Regions from separate parts of the Mus musculus genome. Here all the other regions are linked to region 1. The links are chromatin contacts, called in public Hi-C, capture Hi-C and promoter capture Hi-C maps. All regions are on one chromosome and are shown on one strand. The core of a region is the stretch at or near the end of the contact, and the rest is flanking DNA. Distances in the headings are between cores, read along the strand shown.

Region 1 (2,607 bases), core at 52-2,551:
AAGAAAGAAAGAAAGAAAGAAAGAAAGAAGAAAGGAAGGAAGGAAGAAAAAAAAAACGACATAAAAATCCAAACTTGGGAAAAGTGACCAACGCCAAGAGAAGAGGGTGTACAGAGTAAGCAATGATCTCATTTCCATAGGGGAGCAAAACAACGTGAGTAGGCGCCTTTAAGAGATGTGGAAGGCTTTGTCTTACATGATTGAAAACGCTTTAGCGGGGTGGTTTCATTTTCTCCTTTATCATTTGAGGGGTTCACGGCCCCTCTCAAAGGGGACAATATGGCTTTTCGCAAGAAGGTGGTGCTTGTCTTTCTGTTACTGGGCAAACGGCGGGGTGTTACTCCACCTCTCTTCACTTTCTAGCTTATCGTTTCTTCTTCATGTTAACTTCTCAAAAGTTTCTGCGAGAGAAAAAGACACCCAAGAAGGCTGCTTTGTACAGCCAGCCTAATAGTGAGAGAGCCTAAGTCCTCTGGGGGTACAGCGAGCATCTTCCCCCTTGATCGGATTTCAGGACAAGCATTGCTCTTTTTCTTCTCGTTTGTTTGCTTGCTTGCTTGTTTTTGGTGTATAACTCGTTGCCACTCAGTTTACACGACGGTGGAGACTCTACCTAATGACTGGGTGACCAGGGAAGGAGGATGGCTACTTCTGCTCTTTGAGCCTTGGCCACCCATTCTCTCCGGGACTCCTAGGGGGAAGTTACCCAACTTCTCATTGACAAGACTATGATGACACTCCACAGGAAAGCAGAGAAGGGAATTGTGCAACTCCCGGGATAGACACAAAGAGTCTATTAAGTGTTCGAGGGCATAACCGCCGGGGCGACCGGCTTCTGCGAAGTCGAGGACTCCGGGATCCCCGGCGCCCCAACACCGCAGGCCGTGCCGCGCTCGTTTCCAGCCCCGGGAAGCAGCGAGGAGAGCGGCAGTCACCCTGCCGCGACGGGTGGGGGACTGTCGTCGCGGAGCTGAGGTCACGGGCCGGGAAAGCCCCACAGGGTCAGCTCGGGGACAGGGACCCGCGCTTTCTCTCGCTCAAAATCGCGCTGTAAACTCGCTGGGGCCGCAGCTCTACTTCTCGGAGGAGACTTCGGTGCAGCGCAGCGCATCCCACACCCGCTCACACACCCCAGCCCTGCGTCCCCGGGCTCGGCCGACCCAGACTCCCTGTCTCCGCTTTTACTCACAGTGGAGGGTTCCGGCTGTGCTCGCTCACGCCACAGGTCGCCGGTGCCCGGCAGAATGACTGCAACCGGAAGTAGCTTTCCGTTCCAGTTCAGAGGGCAGCGACTGCGCTCTGAGTCATTAACGCTTCACCTTCCATCCTCAGGGCCAGCCCCGCCCCACGTCCCGCCTCTGCAGGAAAGCCCCGCCCACAAAGCCCCGCCCCGCCAAGCTCCTTGGAGGCCCGGGGCCATACAGGAAATAGCATCTGACAGTAAGAGAACCCTAAACATAAGTCATTTGTTTAAAGGTCACTTCAGTGTCTTAGCTAGAATTTTGAGCAAACAGTAAATAACTACTTCTAATATTACCTTATATGTAGGTTAGAGAACCACTCAGAAAAACTTGATATATTGTGAAATTCCTGTTTAGAGCAGGTAGGGGAAGGCCCAGGAAATTACAGTTTTCACCAGATCCTTATGCGAATATAATTGAGTTAAAGTCCACAACTTGAGAAATATTACATATACACTCGGTGTTTCCTCCCACTAGTAATACTTTCCAATGGATATACTTGCTAAAAAAAATTCAATTTCTAGTAAATTTCTCGGGGATTAAAAGTTTCTCATTATTTTATCCAGACATGCTTGAATGATAGCTGAGAGAGAAATTTCAGATGGACGCAGTGAGAAAAACATCTTTTCCGTGTTAGAACAAGAGAGTTGGGTTCTGGCTGCCCCATTTTCTCTTTAGTTCAAAGATTCAAACACTTGTCTGGTTCTAACCGTTAGCTTGAATATTTGGGGCAAATTTTAAAATTCAAACCATCGTTTAAAACTATTAAAAAACTTTCATCAGCTGCGGTTGCTCACAGAAAACCTAAGCAAGATCCAACCAATCAACCTGCTACCACAGTGGTGGGTGGGGTTCACAAGCCCATATGTCAAACCAGTATCTGTGAGGAGCTAAGGGCAGTGGGTGGACTTGAGGGGAGGAGGCCAGTTTTATTTAGGGTGTGTCTCATGCTTCAGTAGATGATACTATGTCTGAATTTATACAGGCAGCACAAACTGGACTTTGTGGTCACTTGGGGTGGGAGGTGGAGGTCATAAGGTTGGGAGAGGGGATGGATCTAGGAGGAGTTGAGGGGGATATGGTCAGAACATTGTGGGGCTGGAAAGATGGCTCAGAGGTTAAACACATGATTGCTCTTCCAGAAGACCCCCGTTTAATTCCCAGCACACACATGGCAGTTCACAACTGTCTGTAACTCTGGTTCCAGGGGATCCTATACCCTCACCCAGACATATATGCATTATAATATATTTCTAAAGGAAAAATAGAACAAACACATTATATGATTCTTTAAAAAATATTATAAAATATTACTCAAAATTTTAACAAGCAGAACTTCCCACCTATAACATTTAGATCAAGTAAA
Region 2 (2,607 bases), core at 74-2,573, 1.5 Mb after region 1:
CACGCTCCTGCCTCGCAATCATTGTACTTGCACTTATTATGTTACAAATGACCGAGGTAAGGCTGACATTCTCAGAGCATGCAAAAAGACCTAGTCTGCCAGCTTTTTTTTCCTTCCTAATGAAGCAGCTTTGTGAAATCTCCCCATGTGTTAATACTAATGAAGATCCTCCAGCACAATTAAAATCACAGCCAGTGGCTGAGGAGGAAACATAAAACAATAGCATCTTTTAGGATACATCTAGCCACATATGCACGCATAAAATAATACATGGGCAAATCATTCTCTGAGAACTACATTTTTACTTGGTCTTCATTCTGAAAACTAAATTATCTAATTTGTAATTACACAAACTTCAAGAGTTTATTGTGTTCTTAATAAACACCTTAATATATATATATTTTAAATGACCTTTTTGTCTTCGTGGGTAATAACGTGTACCTAGGTTAAGGGGTTTTTTTTTTTTTTTTAACTCGTTTTTAGGAGACTGCGGGTACACTGTTGGAGGGAACGGGGTGTTCTTTGCCTTTAGTTTAACTTGATTGGTTGAAGGGAATTGGGGAGTGGAAGGTTAAAAATTGAGACAGCCAGCTGACATTCTGGGGCTCTGATGGAGCACAGCACGTTTAGTTGGTAATGGGCTATTAGTCTTTTAAAGTGTTTAGTTCTTACAGTTTAACTAGCTTTTTTTTTTTTCTTAACCGAAACTAGAAAAAAAAATGAGATTACGGCTTACAGATTATACAAATAACTGTAAAAGAACTTAGTGTTTATTCATTTGAATATTATTGATTCACACCATGAACATCACAAGCATTTAAATTCGTCCATGGAAAAGCATTAGTAGTTTACCTTGAGATCGCCTTGCGCCCTGCTTTTTAAAGCCCTAGCATGCACAAATTCTTGGCATATTAATTTAGCGTGTAGACTCCAACACAATTCCTAGTTTACAAACATAAAAGTTGGTGGAGATGGCTTATCTGTGTTCCCTAACAGTCCGTTTAAGTTTTTTTTTTTTTAAATTAAGTATTCAGTTCTGTCCCCCCCTCCCCGCCCCCCGAAAAGCAAAACAAAACATGTAAGTTTCTTAACTTTTTCTTGGGACGAGGAGCGGTGCAAACTCAAAGATACAGTATTCTTGGAATGAAGAAGCAGCCCCCTCCCTTGGCTCCTTTTAGAGCTGATAGGTCATTTATTATTGGAACTGAAATGGTATAAACAATTCTCTCGCTCTTTTTTCCCTTGTTAACAGCAACTTTCATTGTTAGAGAGAGGAGAGAGAGAGAAGCCTTGTTGGTTGACGTCACTTGGTTCATGAAGCCTTCGCCTAGAAGTGAAGCTGCTGAACAAACCTTGAGAAGAATCATCTCCTGCTTCAATCTGCTGCTGGATAGGAACTAATCAGAGAGCGAGCGGCGGAAGACGGGGACGGAGGGAGCCAGGGCTTTCGCGATCACGGATCTCACCTCCACTCCAACTCCCTAGACTTTCTGGCAGGAATTAGAAGAGAAATAAGGAGGCGGTGGGGATTCCGAAAAGCTTAACCCGCACCCGGGAAGGGCGAAAATCCCTTCCCCCGCAACTCAGTTCGAAAGTGAAGGTGAGTTTGAGAGCCGGGGTGCGGGGGTGCGGGCGAGGTGGGTTCCGGGCGGAGAGCGGCGGCTGCGGGCTGGAGCCCTCCCGAGGCGCCCGCCGCTGTTTACCCGCGCCGCCCGGTGTGGCTCTTTGTTGTGCGGCTGCGACGCAGCGGTGGCTCTGGGGTCCCGACTAGAGTCCCGGGCGGAGGGCGCGGGGCGCGGGGCCCTGGTACCGGGCGGGGTGTGTGTGTGGGGGGTGCGGGCTCCGCGGAACGGAAACTTTGCTGGGAGTGCGGGCGCGGGCGGGCGGGCGAGCGAGCGGCCGGGCGGGCCTCGTCCCTCCATTGTGCCCGCCGCCCTCGCCGCCGGCCTCGCGGCGTCCTCCAGCCCGGCCCGCTGCGGCGCCCCGCGGGGCAGCTCCCGAGGCGCCGGGCCCTGGCCGCCCCCGCCTCCGCCCGGGGCCCGCAGCCTCGCTCCCGCCGAACCGCGCCAGGCCGCTGGGGCTCCGGAGCCGGGTGGGGGTGGGGCCGCGGCCCCGGGCGGCGGGTACCGGGCGGCTCGGCTCCGGGAGGGCTCCGGGCGTCCTGGGGCCGCGGCGGCCTGGCGGGCTGGGCTCCGGGTCCTCGGGCTCCGCGTCCTCCCTCCCCCGCGACGCCCCGCTCCCCTCCCCTAAAGTAGTTCCGCGAACCCCAGAATTGGGATCGGGAAAGGCTAGGAAGTGTGCCGGGACTCGGAGCCGGCCCCGCGGGGTGGGGGCTGGCTCCTCTTCCCCTCTCCTCCGTGTTTATCTTTTGTGTGTTGTTTCCTTGTGAAGCGAGAAGCAGCTGCAGTCCGTGGCCGAGTTGTTGAAATTTATCCCTTTGTGTATATTACAATATCCTCCATTTTTCCCCCTGCCCTCTAAACAACAAGCGTTTCGCCATCTTGGGCAATTTTTATTCCCAAGTCTGTCTGTCTCTTTTAATTTTTAAGGAAGGGAAAGGAGCCATAGAAATGAAAAAAAGTGTGCCTGGATAAGGCTCAAAGTTAG
Region 3 (2,607 bases), core at 67-2,566, 1.1 Mb before region 1:
CAATTTATGTGGTTCTGAGGATCCAACCCAGGGGAAACACTCTACCAACTAAGCTACATCCTCAGCTATCTCTGATAAATAATCATTAAACAAATGAAAATTTATTGGAAATGCATCCCGTGAAATATATACTTTATTAGACAAAGGTGTATCTCCTAGCAAAAACTACTTTCTATTTTTTTTTAATATAACAACTAAATATAACAAGTATTAAAAGGTGGACTGATAACATTACCTTAAGGACGTTCTCAGTCCATTTAAATGACTAATGAGGAGTATATATTTGAAAGTGCACAATGCTAGCTGGAATTCAAGCAAGTAACTACAAGCAAACCAGTTTCAGTAAAGTGTGTATTGAAGCTGAAGGCCTAGAACTGAAAAATTACTTTTTAAGCTAATCACTTACTCCCAAGGGTAGGGATTATTTTTTGAAGCCCATAATCACATGTCAATGTCTACACCTATCTGTAACAAAACACTAATGTCTCTTTTTAGGGAACAACAAATAGCAACAGGCCTAGGAAATCTGCTCTCTTCTGCCAGCACTGCAGTGACCACTGCCCAGCCACACTACATAGCCGGCCTCACTGGGCAGAACATTGATGAGGGGAGTGAAAGTTTAGCTTCTTTCGAAAGAGGAAGGGTCTACCCACAGGTTGCAATAATGACTTGAAACTCTCAGAGGTACTGAGGATTAAGGTTACAGAAGAGGGAACAGCCGAACCCCTCCAAAAGCAAAGTCTAGAAAATCCGGTCGCGCTTGGTACTATAGAAAAAGAAAAGTTTAGGAGGCACTGAACGTACATCTCAATTTTTTTTTTCATAAGCAACTTAAAAGACAAGATATGGTGGTAAAAAGATAACTAGAAAAACTACTTAAGTTGGGGATAAATCACAAAAGGTAAATGGAACAAGACATGGTCTTTTGCTCCTCCACTCTATAAACAAAATCTAGAAAGCACAAACACTTCACACCACCGCCTGGACAAGGACGTTTCTTGAGGCTCTGGACCAGACTCCAGCTCGCGGTTCTCCCCTGGGCGCAGGGCCCCGCCCAGCCCTAGCTTCTAGCACCTTACGGTGTCCCGGCGTCGCCTGGTACCAGAGGTCACTGCCAGGGCCACAGGGTGAACTCCGCATGGTGATGCGGCCCGCGGGGTCGCCACAGCTCGCGAGGACTTACCGCCCCTCCGTATCCCGGGTAGGCCATGACCAGGCGATCGAAAGTAACGCGTCACCAGTAAGTCAGCGTCAGCGCGGCTTAGAGCGGGGAAAGCGCAAGTGCGTGCGACAGGTGCGGAAGGTCCGAGCGCAGTGCCGCGCACCTCCGCTCCGGTGAGCCGGCTCTGCCTGGAGTCCCGCCCCCGACCACAGGCCCACCCCTGCCAGAGCAAGCCCCGCCCATCTCACCTGTGATTGGCTGCAGCCTGTCTCCTGGATTCCAGTCCATCTCTCTTACTGGTTCTTTCGAGTTCTTACCAGAAGCCTCCTCCACAGTTATTTCCCCACCCTCCAAGGAGAGCTTCTCCAGGCCATCAACTCCTAGAGTTACTTTTCTCAGTAGAAACCCCAAACCCACCAGGTGATGACTTCTTGTAGCCTATCCGTATTTCCTTTGGACCAGATAATTGTAACTTTGTAGTTACTCACGGTTCTGTGTCGTGTGGATGCAGGATCAGAGTTTCAAAACCATGACCACCATAGCTATTGCCTGCCACACTTGATACCTAATGTGAGAAAGGCTATTTGTAGTTTTATAGATAAATGGTGGCCACAGTTGCCAAAAATAGCAAATAAAAATACAGGATATCTATTGAATTTGATTTTTGAAGAGATTTTTAAAATCTGTATGTCCCAAATACTGAACAAAAAATACATCTGCTTTTTAGAATATTGTTTACATTGCTTACATGGTGTCCTCCATAGTATTTAGTAACTTTACCAGTGATTCAACTTTTGAGAAAACTATTAATACATGATTATATCTGATTATAAACATCAAGAGAACATCTTGGTTTTTATCATTTTGCAAAAAGGAAGGACAAGCCTGCTTTTCTCTGAAATTCCTGAATTTTGTTTCTCCAAGTCTAGAATTCAGAAGAAGAGGGAAGCTTTGGAATTAACTTATAAACAAAAGGGATACCATTTTGATTTCTTTATGAAAAAGAAAAGAGCTAATATTAAAAACTAAGCCCATCAACAACTGTTAAGTATTGACAGAGGAAATCAGCCTTGCAGCCCTGAGTAATTTAACAATCGCTCTGCTGTACTACAGCCGGAAGAACGTGTTGAACCTTGTGAAACAATTTTATCAGAAGAGGCAGAAAGATGCAAGTTGCTAGTATCCACCCTACTATTGAGAAAGTGGCAGTTTCTGCAGCAGTAGCTATTTCTTTAGCTAATATTGGGATCTATTCAAAGAGAAGTAGAATAAAAACCTGCTTGATAAAATAAATGAGAGTGTGACTCAGTAGGTAGCAGGTGATTCTCTTAGCAGAAGAAATCCATGCAAAGCTGTATTCTAATTGACAAACTGCATATGCAAAGTGCTTAGGAAGTGTTGTCTGTAATTGCGACACTAATCCAAATTTAAGATTAGAATTTTTC
Region 4 (2,607 bases), core at 39-2,538, 1.1 Mb before region 1:
AGCATGACTTGGTACTCCTAAAACGTTTTACAGAGTGCAGCTTACAATCGTTTAGAGTGGATCTCAGGTTTGTAATCGTAACTAGAGACTAACAGGAGGGCATGGCATAAAGTGCTGCTCTGGTTATTTTGAACGCTGTCACGAGGTTCATGAAAATCTTGCAGCTCTCCTACTGTTTTCAAAGAATCCCAGGCCTCCCTGGCCTCCCCAGATTTCAGTGAATATCTCCTCTAAAAGATTAATTTTTCTAAACGTGACTATCTGATAGCTTCTATTCTCCATAGGATTCTGGGCCAGGAAGTTCTTTTCAAAGTGTTAATGTTCCTCCATAGCTGGTGGTCTAGTTGCCTGCTTGGGGGACGGCAACCTACAGACTCTCTTTTATGCTCTTTCTGTACTGAAACAAAGCTGCTGTCTTTATTTCTCACTCTGAACGCCTCTTTTCTCCCTCCCATGACATAGACAAATGGTAATGTTTACTCCAAGGCAGTGCATTAGTTGCTAATTAAGTTACTAGATGCTTCAGCCAAAACGTGTTGTAATCAGTCCAAGAAAAGAATGGCAGCTATATAAAAAATAAGTTGTTGAGGGTTTTGTATTGTTGTTTTGTTTTTGTTTTATTGTAAGAGAGTTGTCTACTAGAGAATACAGGGACCTTGCATACTGGGAGTTAGGAAGCCTTCAGTCTTGGCTTCCTCCTAAACTCAGTTGGTGGCTAAAGTCAGCATGCATCTGTCATTAGGCAGGCCCCGGTCAAAGCTGAATAAATATTACACCGCCAAACAAAGCATGAGAAAATAAAGCTGTTGAGAGTAGTTCACTTTTTCATACTTAAGCCCCCGTTCTTGGAGGAACAAATTAGTTTTTGGGACCCCACTGGGCGGGAAGTTTATGGTAGGATGGATGCAGAAACGCCCCCTGGAGGTCTGGAACCTCTCTTTGTCTGCCCCACCCCCACCCCCACCCCTTGATCCCCACAAATGAGAATAACTCAATTTTCACATCAAGGCTTAGGGGCAATTCTTCCTTTCCCCCAAGACCTTCCTCGCCCTCTCCCTATTAACTGACAAGTGAGTACAGTCTTCTAAGCGGCACCCAGCGGTGAAGACAAAAGTATCCTTAAATAAAATAGTGCAGAGTACCGCTTGCTTTCTCAACACAAGGAAGAATTCGCGTTCCCTTTCCTGTTTCTCACTTTCTCACGGTGCTCTTGACCAAAGTCCTCACCTAACCCGCCGCTTCCACAGGCCTCCTCCACCCTCACGAAACTTATTCTCTGGCCCGGAAGTTGACGTTAGGAAAGTCTGGAGAAGAGAATCGAAACAGAAACCGATCTGTGGGTGGAAGGCAATACTTAAAGCTCCCTGAGGGTGAACGTCCCAGCGGCCGCAGAGCGAGAGCGGTCCCGGGTCTGTGCCCACCAGTTGCAGCGCTGTCCTGGCTCGTCTGCCCCCTGCCGGGTGCCACCGATCGATCCGGTGCTCGGAGGCTACTTGGTACCTGCGGCTCTCAGGCAGTTCAGGCGGGGACACATTCACTGCCACCTGAGGATCGTCCTCCCGCCCGCCCCGCCCGCCCGGGAGACTCCTCTCCCATTTCCTGAGACCTCACGATGTCGATTGTCTGTTCTGCAGAGGACAGCTTCAGGAATCTCATCTTATTCTTCAGGCCCAGGCTGAAAATGTACATTCAGGTGGAGCCAGTGCTGGACCACCTCATCTTTCTGTCTGCAGAAACCAAAGAGCAGATTCTTAAAAAGATCAACACCTGTGGTAACACCAGCGCGGCAGAACTGCTGCTGAGCACCTTGGAGCAGGGACAATGGCCTCTGGGATGGACGCAGATGTTCGTGGAGGCCCTAGAGCACAGTGGCAATCCCCTAGCCGCGCGCTATGTCAAACCCACACTCACTGATCTGCCCTCTCCTTCCTCTGAGACTGCCCATGACGAGTGTCTCCACTTGCTGACCCTCCTCCAGCCCACTTTGGTGGACAAACTTCTGATTAACGATGTCTTGGACACTTGCTTCGAGAAGGGACTATTGACAGTCGAAGACAGAAATCGGGTAGGTGTCAATGTAGTCGGAGACAGGTTTCTGGAAGATTTTGGGAAGCAGGAAGCAGGGTTGCTTGTACATTTTTTCCCTAGAGGGCGGCTTTTGACTTCTGTCAGCGCAACCTCCCCATCTTGTATAATTGTTCAAAATAACCCACAGGGAGTCCATTTAACAGATGAGAAAAACAAGGTAAGTTAAACAATTCATTCTTGGTCTCCCAGGAAGAACAGAAGCGGCCTTGCCATCATTATGATTAATCAATTCCAGGTGATACTGAATTTTATGATTTAGTTTTACCTATTCCTCAGTATGTCAGCCAGTAAGCTATGGCCCACCCGCTGCATCTAGCCTTCTATTCGTATTTTAAGAACCAGAAACTAAGAATGTTCTTTAGCTGTCTGATTTTTCAATTGTAAGTGTTGATAAAGTTTTATTGGAACTCTCGTCCTTAGTGCTTATTATATACTTTTTTATAGTTGCCTTTTCACGGTTGGGTGTGGGTAATATGGCCTATAAGGCTAAAATATTTATTACCAGGTTCCCAATGTCCC
Region 5 (2,607 bases), core at 74-2,573, 1.0 Mb after region 1:
CAGGCAACATTCCCACAGTAGTGTGGTTCGAGGCCAACAGAGAGAAAGTCGGGGTTGGTGACTGCAGACTGTGTGGTATGCGGTGCTCACAACATGCGTTTTCTGCCTATTGTCAGGAAAGACTTCTGTGTATACTGCTATTCTATAGACTCGAGAAGTACACATTGAGTCTTCTCTCGTCTTCCTCTTCAGCCTTAGTCCTTCAATTTCCTTCTCAGAGGACAACCAGACATCTTTCCTTAAGCCATGCCCCTGATACCTCCAATCCCAAGACTTCTCAAGACTCTCACTGTGACTGAAGTATACACATCTTGCTAGCTCACAGAACTCAAGGCTTACTTAACCTCCACCAGCAAGCTGTCTAGGTTCCAGCAAGACTAAGGCCCTATCTCCCTCCGACCATCACTCCTGGCTATGCATACCTTGTAGGCAGAGGCATATTTCCTGAGTCTGGCACTGTAATTGTCGGTTTTGTTATTGGCAAAGTAAGACAGGTCCTCCAAGATCCCATCATCTGTCCTCCTTTCCCCCAGGTTCCCTTTTACTGTCTTCCCACTTCTGTTTTACCCGCTATGCCAAGGTCTTACTTAGGCAAGGGCCTTGTATCAGACTGCTTGCTCTCTTATGTATTGAATGCTTCCTGTATAATAAATGTTAGTTATTTGGCGGGGAAGGTGGGCAGTTAGAAAGACTGCGACTGGTCACGGTTTGGGCAGCCTGATGTTTTGTATTTATTTGTTGTTGTCTACTAATTTAGGGAGTAAGTTTTGTTGAGTTAAGGAGTAACCGAGATCCAGTCACACACCTTTCTGACTGGGTTCTTCAACTCTACAGTGTGGGATATTTGATTAGATGAAGATGATCTAAGAAAACGGAAGCCTGGGGTTATTTTAAAATAGGATAAAGCTGGATACTGAAGGTGACTTCTGGTTACTCTGGAGCAATGTTGAAGACCAGGTTGGGCCCCTAGGTGTCTCCTGTGCTCTGCATTCCAGAGGCATCCCGGGCCTGAGTTCACCCGGCAGCTCTTTTGACTCCTCTGCCGGCAGCCAAACCCTTGCAAATCCAGTGGGCAGGTTTCTTCTCCTGGAGAGGATTAGCTCGCTCACCCACACTGGGGACGGGTGACCAGGAATTGCAGCAAATCCGAGAGAGAAGTTTGAGCACTCATGGAGCAGGGAAGGGGAGCCACGGTGCTGCTTTAGCCCTACTTTCTCCTAACCCCAAAAGGCCAGAGTGTTTAAGCTGCACAGGGCCCGGCCCTTTTTCCTGCTCCCTCCCCAAAGCAGTGTGGGCGGGGCGGCGAAAACTCCGCTATTTGCGTCTCCACGCCCAGAGTCCCAAGTGTACACGCTGTGGCGACAAGGGAGGCGAGTTCATCTCCAGGGCTCTGGGATGGCGTGGTCCTCAAGAAGAGTGGTAGCTTCTCTTGCCTCCTGCAGCCTAGTCCAGAGCAGGGGACACGGTTCTGATTCCCGTGGGTGTCACCTAGCGTGCCTGATGGTGCAATGGTTAGCGATGCTGCAGCTGCTCTGGCTGCAACAGCTGCTGCTGCTGGGGATTCACCAGGGCATCGCCCAAGATTTGACTCACATCCAGGAACCGTCCCTCGAGTGGCGTGGTGAGTGTCCGCAGCGCCGAACTGGGGGCTGATTGGCACCCGGGACTCGGGGCGGAAAACGGGTAGGAGTTGAGCAAGACAAGTAAGAGCAAGGCCTAGTTTGTATTGTGGTTGCTTGTGTACTGTCCCGGGGCAGATGGGACAGTCTCTTCCGCACATCCTCTTGTCCTCCAAATTAGGGCGAGGTAAGGGGCAGGGTCTTGCCTTCCAGGCTTGCGGGACCTAGGAGAGTAGAAATAGTTTCAAAATGCAAACTTTACACGGGTTGATTAAGAGGGTCACCTTTCAGATAATGCTGACAAAAAGATGTCTTCTTTCATTACCTTCCAAAGGGAGAAGTTGGATCTACATTCTACAGATAACCCCCAAACAGGCCTGTCTGCTACGCCCCTTGGGGAGGCGGGGCTCAGTGGGGTGGACAGCGATGGGATTTGTACCTTCTGGTCCTCCGTTTCTCTAGGCTGAACAATGGCTCTATAATATTCATGAACCACTGACAAATAAGTTACACAGCCCCCGACACGCGTACAAACTGATAAATGCAGCATCGGTTTGAGCATCAGCCCACATACAGTAAGGCCCCAACGTGAGCATAGAAGGAAGCCCAAGGAAAAGAATCAGTGTCCGCAAGGAGCAACTCAGGCCCGAGTCTCTGAGACATAAAAGGTGTGTCCCTGAACGCGTGACTGTGCCGTGATCAAAGGCAAGCAGGTGGCCTTAAACCAGAAGGAGCCTCCTGGCAGCTCCTGTGCGTTCTGTCCTAGGAAAACCTTTGGCGAAGAGGCATAAAACAAGATGTAATCCAGTTCTTTGTTCTTTTATTTTTCCTTCAACATATGCACACATTTTTAAGTTGTTTTTTTTTTTTTTTTTTTCCCTCAGTTGTACTTCAGAGCACTCTAGGGGCTTTATCCTCACCAAGGCTAAACCACACCAGCTCTTCCTATTCTGGAGCAGCCAGAAATGCTCTTAGGTATTTTTCAGTT

What was found. A called contact is a pair of places that touch in the nucleus more often than the background predicts. Capture Hi-C pulls out chosen DNA fragments and counts their contacts.
Region 2: a contact with region 1 is called in a Hi-C map of B cells, with 5 read pairs. The contact joins the promoter of Baz2b here to the promoter of Tank in region 1. A contact is called at or near these places in 1 of 39 promoter capture datasets (the 3T3-L1 cell line), 1 of 484 Hi-C or Micro-C datasets (B cells) and 1 of 115 datasets of contacts at active chromatin or transcription factors (trophoblast stem cells).
Region 3: a capture Hi-C map of embryonic stem cells shows a contact between it and region 1, with 4 times the contacts expected there. The contact joins the promoter of Gca here to the promoter of Tank in region 1. A contact is called at or near these places in 1 of 39 promoter capture datasets (pre-B cells), 1 of 15 datasets of contacts at CTCF or cohesin (large pre-B cells), 3 of 484 Hi-C or Micro-C datasets (embryonic stem cells, erythroblasts and rod photoreceptor), 4 of 115 datasets of contacts at active chromatin or transcription factors (DN3 thymocytes, embryonic stem cells, large pre-B cells and 1 more) and 2 of 9 other capture datasets (embryonic stem cells and liver).
Region 4: a contact with region 1 is called in a Hi-C map of B cells, with 16 read pairs. The contact joins the promoter of Ifih1 here to the promoter of Tank in region 1. A contact is called at or near these places in 3 of 39 promoter capture datasets (embryonic stem cells, hippocampal neurons and pre-B cells), 1 of 15 datasets of contacts at CTCF or cohesin (large pre-B cells), 4 of 484 Hi-C or Micro-C datasets (B cells, erythroblasts, peritoneal macrophages and 1 more), 10 of 115 datasets of contacts at active chromatin or transcription factors (the 230-238 cell line, the SCID.adh cell line, bone marrow-derived dendritic cells and 6 more) and 3 of 9 other capture datasets (adipose tissue, liver and macrophages).
Region 5: a contact with region 1 is called in a promoter capture Hi-C map of pancreatic islet. The contact joins the promoter of Pla2r1 here to the promoter of Tank in region 1. A contact is called at or near these places in 1 of 39 promoter capture datasets (embryonic stem cells) and 2 of 9 other capture datasets (embryonic stem cells and pancreatic islet).

Annotation. Positions count from the first base shown.
Region 1 is chr2:61,591,791-61,594,397 of GRCm38.p6, reverse strand. Tank (TRAF family member-associated Nf-kappa B activator) reads right to left here and starts at 1,301. Exons shown (of 8, transcript NM_001164072.1): 1 at 1,190-1,301.
Region 2 is chr2:60,124,456-60,127,062 of GRCm38.p6, reverse strand. It overlaps Baz2b (bromodomain adjacent to zinc finger domain, 2B), which reads left to right and starts at 1,323. Exons shown (of 36, transcript NM_001001182.3): 1 at 1,323-1,600.
Region 3 is chr2:62,663,036-62,665,642 of GRCm38.p6, reverse strand. Gca (grancalcin) reads right to left here and starts at 1,316. Exons shown (of 8, transcript NM_145523.3): 1 at 1,184-1,316. The coding sequence starts at 1,210.
Region 4 is chr2:62,644,936-62,647,542 of GRCm38.p6, reverse strand. Ifih1 (interferon induced with helicase C domain 1) reads left to right here and starts at 1,288. Exons shown (of 16, transcript NM_027835.3): 1 at 1,288-2,065. The coding sequence starts at 1,613.
Region 5 is chr2:60,552,024-60,554,630 of GRCm38.p6, reverse strand. Pla2r1 (phospholipase A2 receptor 1) reads left to right here and starts at 1,323. Exons shown (of 30, transcript NM_008867.2): 1 at 1,323-1,621. The coding sequence starts at 1,501. It overlaps Gm13583 (a long non-coding RNA gene), which reads right to left. Exons shown (of 3, transcript XR_374557.4): 3 at 1,615-1,843.